Regions from separate parts of the Mus musculus genome. Here region 1 is linked to region 2. The links are chromatin contacts, called in public HiChIP or PLAC-seq maps. All regions are on one chromosome and are shown on one strand. The core of a region is the stretch at or near the end of the contact, and the rest is flanking DNA. Distances in the headings are between cores, read along the strand shown. Region 1 has its middle 9.2 kb from the start of Gm30055. Region 2 holds the start of Pde6h (phosphodiesterase 6H, cGMP-specific, cone, gamma).

Region 1 (3,939 bases), core at 770-3,269, 35 kb after region 2:
CTAAAGCCTACCAACCTTGTGTGGGTCTTTCGTGACACAATCCCACCAGCCTTTTTATTCCCGTTCCCCACCCCCTGCCTACTATTTGCACACAGGCTCTCTTTATTTGAAGAGAAGGCAGGAAGACCAAGATAGGACTGTAAATGAATGGTTCCCACAGCTCATCGACACAGAACCAGCAGCTCTTTGAAACATTTGGAAAGGCAAATATTCTTGGGCCCTAACCTAGACCCAAAATAAGATGCTCGAACAGTGGGGCCAACATTCTCTGTGTAAGCAAACCCTCCAAATGATTGAAGTGTGTTACAGAACTTAGAGTCTGTGATTACTAACAGGAAACTGAGGTCTGAGCTGAATGGTCATCCTCCAGCAACATTCCCAGTGAAGAGGTAGACATGCATGGTAGGTGACACCAAATGTGAGGACTTTGCTTGGAACTCCTCTGAGATACAAGCCACTCACTTGCAATCACCCTAATTAGTCCACCTCAATTATACCCCCTTTTCTTATTAAAAAGGACAAAGTTGCACAAATTATGATACTCTCTGATAAATTCTACCTCCAGACAGAGAAGAAGGCACGGGGATCTGCACTGATCAGAGGAGACCATTCCCACCCTAGCTCAGAAGTCCCCAAGAGCATGGCGACTTTGACACTGTTTTCTTTCACTCCTTAGCACCAGGCCACCAGGCTCTTCCCTTTCTGAGGTTAGTAGGGAAGCTGATGAGTAGGGACTTCTTGGTGGTCAGTTAAAGGAAGGAAGTGAATGCTAGAAGTCTCCTCCGAAGCCAATCGTGGATGAGAACAAGAGCCACAGACCCAAGGAGGAAGAAAACAGTCCAAATTCCTTGTATTCTGAGAATAGAGGGGCCCCAGAGACTGCAAAGAGTCCTCAGGGACCCCAGCTCTCTCATACTTGTAATTACTTGTCCAGGTCACTACAGAACGCTAGGCCCCGCCTTTTCCATCATCTCAGATATTAATTATCTTCGTTCCTTTTTGGGCCTTTAGGGTTTTTTGTTTGTTTGTTTTATGTATGTGAATACACTGCAGCTGTCTTCAGACACACCCGAAGAGAGTATCAGATCCCATTACAGATGGCTGTGAGCCACCTTTGGGTACTGGGAATTGAACTCAGGACCTCAGGAAGAGCAGTGCTCTTAATTGCTGAGCCATCTCTCCAGCCCAGGCCTTTTGTCTTAAAAAAAAAAAAAAAACTAACTCCCTTCTTCCAGCAGAATTGTGCCTATCGGAGTCATACAACGACTGTCCTCTCTCTCTCTCTCTCCTCTCTCTCTCTCTCTCTCTCATATCTCTTTCTCCCCCCTCTCTCTCATATCTCTCTCTCATCTCTCTCTCTCTCCTCTCTCTCTCCTCTCTCTCTCTCCTCTCTCCTCTCTCTCTCTCTCCTCTCTCCCTCCCTCTCTCTCTCTCTCTCTCTCTCTCTCTCTCTCTCTCTCTCTCTCTCTCTCTCTCTCTCTCCCTCTGTTTTTCGAGACAGGGTTTCTCGTATAGCCCTGGCTGTCCTGGAACTTACTATGTAGACCAGGCTGGCCTTGAACTCAGAAATCCACCTGCCTCTGCCTCCCAAGTGCTGGGATTAAAGGCATGCACCACCACTGCCCAGGCTGTCACATCTCTTGACATAGCAGTTCAGCCATTCCAGGGTGGCCATGGGAGACGGCAAGATCTTAAATAATGGTTTGAATAAAATACTCCCAGTAATTATTCTAAAGATAGTAATGTCATGATCGCAAATGTTTATTGGTCTCCTATGACAGGCTAGGGCCTGCTGTAAACACTTCAACTATGTTAAGTCATTTAGTTTTGCAGCTATTATTTATTTTATAAGGAACAACTGCTACCACTTGCTCAACTAAAGAAGATCCCTTTTTTTTTTTAAGTTAAATCCACAATGTTCTGTCCTCCCAGCAGGTTATCAGTCCTGGAGATAAGGCCACGCCTCCAAATCTCCGCCAAAACAGAAGTTGTTTGTCCCTCCCTTTTTGTGGGAGGGGCATGGAGCAGTGTTTGTGGGCGTTTCCTTGTATGGAAATGAGATCGACACACAATGCTGCTCTCTATTGAACCCACATGGTGGAAAACAATTTCTTCTTGAGGTACACTTTCACCTACTGGCCCTGTACTACCGTCCCACTCCTCTCTAAAATTCCTTAAACCCTCTATTGTGTGTCGCCTCTTTGACCCCCAAGCCCCCAACCCTCGAAACTATGCGCTTCTCTGATTCCCGGAAGCTGTGCATCCCTTGTCTGACACCCAGGAAGCCGTGTATCCCTTCTCTGATCCCCGGAAGCTGTGCATACTGACCTCCACACACTACATCTGAATCTCACTTGTTGAGGTTACTTTTGAATTTGTCCTGGTCTTTAAGGTCTGGTCAGAATGTTCTATTATATTTGTAATTCTGCTTGCTGATTAGCTGATGAGCTTAAAGATTCTAATCTGAGCAGAAAGTCTGACATCATTTTATAGGAATCAGTTTATAAACTTTATTTAAGACGTGGCAGACACATAAATTTAGCAGCCACAGAGTCACGAGAGTGCATTACAAAGAAGCTATTAGCTCTCTCTGAGAGATAATATTTATAAATGGTATATAATTACGATCCCAAGCCTCAGGACTTCCAAAGACAGAAGCAATAAAGTTAATGAAGTAACGAATTTCCTGTTTGATCTCCGGGGAGGAAGGGTTCTCAGGGAAACCTGGAGCAGGAAGGAAGATTAAGAAAGCAATAAGGTGAGGCTCCTTCACAGCGTGGGTATGTTCCAGACTGTTCTATGAGAACAGAGAGTGTCGCCAGAGGGGAAGAATGTAGCCCCCAAGGAGGGGGGATTTTGAAAAGCATTTTCCAACCTGATAAAAACGTTCTCGTGGGAACGTCTTCTCCACAGATGTTTTCCCAAAAGATGCTTTCTCTCATTTTTTCCCAGATAACTGGATATTTAAAAATTAATAATAACAACTCCTACCAACTAGATAATACGTAGCCTTTATCCTTGACTTGGAAACTTGGGTCAGGAAGCTTTACCGAGCAGTTGCTGTGAGCAACATATTTTATTTGGTACTTTTGAGAGATAGCCAGATGGATAACTTTCTCCTTATCCTGAAAAGGCATAAGGCCAGGATGAAAGGGAAGACACATTCTAAAGGAATTATGAATATCAGTTATTGCTGCATCAGGCGTTGTTCTTCCTGCTTTTGATACAGAAACTTATTTTTGTTGCCATGGCTACCCTGCAAGAAGCCATGGTTTTCATTTTATGGGAAAGGAAACTAAAGTCGGGTGGCTTTACATAGCATCTTTGATGCCACATAGCTATAAACAAACAGTAAATTGTATCTGCAGGAGCTGAACCGTTTGCCTTAACGTCACAGAGCGAGTCCACCATCTGAGAGTCTGGGCTGGAGTTAGTCGAAGGCCCCAGATTGTCAACACAGGCTCTCTTTCTTGTGAAACTATAGTCTTTTGGGGTTGTTGCTCCCTGTTTCCGTTCTTTTATGAGACCAGGAGTTGAAGTTCCATGCAAGACGTAACACTTGCTGACTCAAAGAAAGCAATCAACTTGAAGCCTAGTGTTGTTTTCCTACAGAGCACTGAAAATACCCATTGAAAAGTTTTATGAAATCAAATGAAGAGTCGTTTGTACAGATAATAGTGTTTTGAAGGGCTTTTCTGGCCAGAGCCAGGGCAAACATGCAGCTTTGATCGACTTTATAAGGCTTCTGTGTGAAGGGTTTTTGGGTTTTGTTTTCTTCACTTCTTCACTTTTTGTACCAATGAGGTTGTGCCTCAGGCCGCACACATGCTGGACCAGCACGTTACCCCTGAGCCAAATCCACACCCAGATCCTGTGTTACTTCCAGTTTGAACTAGTATGTCAGAGAACTGTCTAGGTTGACTTTGACATTGTGATCCT
Region 2 (4,334 bases), core at 68-2,567:
GCCGCCTTTGTGAATTCATTTCAGGAAGTGAAAAAAAAAATCAAGTAATCATCTAAGCATCATGTTCCTGGAGATGCGAATGGACCTGCAGCCTCTGAGGAGGAACCCAGCCCAGGATTGAACCCTCTACTTGTTCTACATAAAAATTGTAGCGTTCAGGATGGCTCTAATGTTGGCAAAGAGCACGGGAGAGCATACAAACAACTCTTAAGCTGCTAAGCTCCTCTTGTAATCTGCTTGGGGCTGTGGGTTAAGAATCTTTCCTTGCCTTGGGAGGACAAATGGCTTTCTATCTTTGTCACCATGAGGAGTGCAGTTCTCTAGCAAGTAGAAATCTGAGGAAGGCGCACTTTAGTTCTAAGGCAAAGTGTAGAAATGGACAGAGAATCTGCATTTCCTTCCTTATCTGCATGGCTAGGAGATAGTCAAGAGACCATTGAATATCCAGGGTTTACAAGTATCCAACTTGCTCCAGATTCCAATACCAACCTTATAAGCAATTTTGAATGTGTTCCTGACTTTCTGTATGATAAAATTGTCAAAATGGTTGAGTGTCCTGTGAGCTAAGGTCTACATAAGATTTATGTAAGGCAGCACACAAATTGATACTAGTAGCTGAATGCCATGTGAGGACTGAGCCAAGAGCTGTAGTAATTAGATGACAGCCTACAGATCATAAAAATGTATGATCTAGTGATTGGTTTTCAATCACCTGTTCTAAGGTTCTGGAAATCTCTTGGCCTCATTCCCTATCAAATGTCACCGAGCTTCAATGAATAACCTTTATGTCTCATGTCTATGAGGAAGTACACACAATGCCATTTAACCAGAGATATTCTGTACTCTTACATTTTATCATTTCTGTGATCAGACTCTTTATAGTGGTAGAGGACATGAGAGTTGGCTTTCTCTAGATATGTACAGTCTTATAAGAATTATGCCTCGTGTGTGTATGTGTGTGTGTGTGTGTGTGTGTGTGTGTGTGAGAGAGAGAGAGAGAGAGAGAGAGAGAGAGAGAGAGAGAGAGAGAGAGAGAGAGAGAGAGAGAGAGAGAGAAACAAAAAGAATATTGAATCAAAACCTGAACATCTGCCCTGGGCTATCAACATTTCATGCATCTGTGAATTCAATGTGCCTTCACTGCGAGAAGATGCCCCTGTCATTTGGTAAAAGCATCCTTATCAGACAACTCCTAAGTCTGTCTCAGTCACACCCCCACCTCCCCCCACCTTCCTTGCATCTGGTTTGGTGCCCTAAGCCTATGACGCTGGGCTTAAGTGGCAGGAGGGATATATATCAGGATGCAAAGATCTTTGTGTCAGCGACTAGACAACTTACGGGAACACATTCGGCTCTGGGGGATTTTAACTCGTGGTAAGTATGAACACAATAATAACTAACTAAATGAGTTGGAGGGTTGATTGGCTGTAAAAACAACAACAACAGAACATACAAGAAGAGAACACTCTGATCTTGTGGGTCTGACCTGAGTTTAGGGGTTGAACTCAGGACAGAACACACTCAAACCTTTTCATAATGTCATGTGACAAACTGGTGCGTGGAATGCGGTTATTACCAGTTCACTGCAAACCTTGATTGCTGAAGTTGTTCACAAGGTACCGAGAAGGACCCTCCCTGTTTGTGGCTTCCTGGCAAACAGTTTTCTGGAAAAGGATGGATCTGAGGCATTAGGCAACCACAGCACAAATAGTTCTTTACTCCCGGGATGGCCTTGAGGCTGATGGGACAGTGTGAGCGTGGGGAAGAAAGCAAGCATTGGGGTGACCGCAGGGCAGCGTGGGTGACGTTGCCTTCTCCCTCTGAGGTCAAAATGTTTGTTTGCTCTATTCTGAAACAAGGTACATGCTGGATTGTCTTTTAGTGGCTTCATTTTGGCTCTTGTTTGGATCTTTAACTTGAATCTCTCTGTCTCAGAGAAACCATGGGTAACATCTATGGGCCTTACCTATCAGGGGAAGAAATGGTAGTGCCCTGTCTGGTTCCCTTTTTCACTTCATTAACCATGCGTCTGTTTATCTTTCTATTTATCTTTGCTGAGGAGGAGGTGATCTGGAGTTTTGGGGTGATGAAGGAGCATCAGAGAGCCTGTGGCAATCCCTCCCCAGTGGCTTTGTTTTTTGGTGCATTTCTCATGAAAGGTTGAGCTGTGTAATTCCACATAGCTGAGCATCGTTGCATTGGATACCCAACACATCGTGCCTTGACACAGCCCTTCTTTCTGCAGAAGAGCATTTCGTAATCTCTGAAGCAGGAAGGATGCATTAAAAAAAAAAAAGAAAAATAGGTTCTCATACAGGGATGGATTCCTTGACACTCAGAAGGACCTAAGTGTGAACTAAAGTCAAGTCTGATATTTAGTGTGGGCACATTAGACACCAGGACTGAAATGACACACACATATTCCAGAAGTCACAACCTTTGGTGATGTCTATAACCAATAGGACTCTCTTCCAAGGAAAGAAAGATTCATATTTGTCCTGATTTCCCCAAGGCTTTGCAGAGACCCAGAGGGTAAATCTGTTCCAGAAACTCCGTAAGGATCAATTGGGTTTCTCAGCTACTCTAAATTGCAGCATCCCCATCAAGCTCAGAGAGCAGAAGTCTTTCATGGAGCAAACACCAAGGGTCCACCTACTGTGGAAGTCTGCGAGGAGTCCTCATTTTTTAGGTTCTCTCTCTCTCTCTCTCTCTCTCTTTCTCTCTTTCTCTCTCTCTCTCTCTCTCTCTCTCTCTCTCTCTCTCTCTCTCTCTGTGTGTGTGTGTGTGTGTGTGTGTGTGTGTGTGTGTGTATGCAAGTGTGTACATGTGTCTGTGGAGGCTGGATGCCATGGATACCTGAGGCCAGGGGCACTGGATATTCCTGCAGCCGCTGATACAGGCGGCTGTGAATCACCTGATGTGGGTTCTGGTCCTCTGGAAGAGCAGTCCATGCTCTTCAGCATTGGCCCATCTTTCCAGCCCTGAGTCCTATTTACATAACACATTAAGCCTAAGACTAGACTTGAGTACTACTGTCCAAGCATATAGGTGCAAGGTACACCTTCAAAACTACATCAACATACAAAGGGAGTTTGTGCCAGAGGAGGAAAGATGCTGAGGAGGTGCAAATCCTAAGATTTTTAATTCCTGGGACATGCTGTGAGAAGTCTAAGCGACTCAGTGAAAGCCTCTTGAAGCAGAATTTAGAGACCAAATAAATTAATAGTTGGGGAATTTGAAGGAGCCACCAATGAGGGCCGATGACAGTTTCCACTACAGTGCAGAATGAGGCTGGGAAAGAGGGGACTCCGGAGGGAACACATGCTGCAGACCTATGTCTGTTCGCATGGTTTCTTGTTCTCATGAGGGTCTAGTATACACTTCCTAGTTTTGAACACTTTGGATCTGACACAATACTTACGTCAGGATTCTTTAATTTCCTTTGATTCATTTGTAAGGAATGGGGCCTAGAAAGGAGTGTGACGTTTGTCAGGGACACACAGTCAGTTTTGTGGAGTAGGAATTTAAAACTACATGTGTAGTTGACCCTAAAGAATTCACTTTCTCCTGCTATAACCTCAAGACGGGAGTTTGACCAATGAAAGTTAACCTAGTCCTTTATATTTTGAACTGTTTCCATGAAAAAAGTTTCCAGATAAAATATAAAATGCCCAGGTAATTTTGAATGTCTAAAAAATAAAAATTTAAATAAATTTTCACTAATTTTTTTTTACTTATTTATTTATTTGGTAATCTTAATTCTAGTAGGTTTTACAGACTTGGAGAGGGACGATTCATGATTTATTACTATTTTGAAAGAATTGGAGACTTTGATCTGAATTTGATCTGAGAGCGATTCTCCAGTCCCCCACCCCCACACCTACCTCCACCCCTACCCTCACCCCGTGGCTTTGGCACTGGTCGCACACCCTGAGAGCGATTCTGCCCTTGGCTGCTCACCACTGCCTCCTGTTTTCCCAACCACACTTTGAGAGAGTCACAAATCTTGTTGACAGGGGCAGAGAAGGCTCACTGCACAGGAATTAGACTCAGTCATTAGAGGAGCTAGCAATGTTCCCCCTAAAGCCACCGAGGGCATTGTGAGGTGTAGGCAGCTACTGTTCCCTCCGCGGTCTGATGGAATACTCACGAGGCCAGATCTCATTATTCACAGTCCAGGATGGTCCCTGAATCCCCACACTATCCACCCACTCAACCAACAGTCCTTACAGCAAACTCATTTAAATGTCAAATACGACTGCAGGTAGCGAGACTGTAGAAATGTCTCCTCCACTCTGAAAAGGGGGACACACGAAGGACATCCCAGTAGGATA

The links. HiChIP or PLAC-seq counts read pairs in DNA pulled down with a chosen protein or histone mark.
Region 1: an H3K27ac HiChIP or PLAC-seq map of embryonic stem cells shows a contact between it and region 2, with 5 read pairs. The contact joins the enhancer-like site here to the promoter of Pde6h in region 2. A contact is called at or near these places in 2 of 39 promoter capture datasets (embryonic stem cells and macrophages), 5 of 484 Hi-C or Micro-C datasets (LSK cells, cerebellum, extraembryonic endoderm stem cells and 2 more), 6 of 115 datasets of contacts at active chromatin or transcription factors (CD8 T cells, the HPC-7 cell line, bone marrow-derived macrophages and 3 more) and 3 of 9 other capture datasets (adipose tissue, embryonic stem cells and liver).

What each region holds. Positions count from the first base shown.
Region 1 is chr6:136,987,997-136,991,935 of GRCm38.p6, forward strand. No RefSeq gene overlaps it. Among named protein-coding and RNA genes, the nearest start is that of Gm30055, 9.2 kb to the left of the region's middle. Within about 2 kb of position 2,020, at least 30 of the 459 cell types and tissues checked have an H3K27ac peak or open chromatin away from gene starts, as enhancers often do. A contact at or near this core is called in embryonic stem cells and extraembryonic endoderm stem cells, where this site is marked.
Region 2 is chr6:136,953,206-136,957,539 of GRCm38.p6, forward strand. Pde6h (phosphodiesterase 6H, cGMP-specific, cone, gamma) reads left to right here and starts at 1,318. Exons shown (of 4, transcript NM_023898.4): 1 at 1,318-1,374.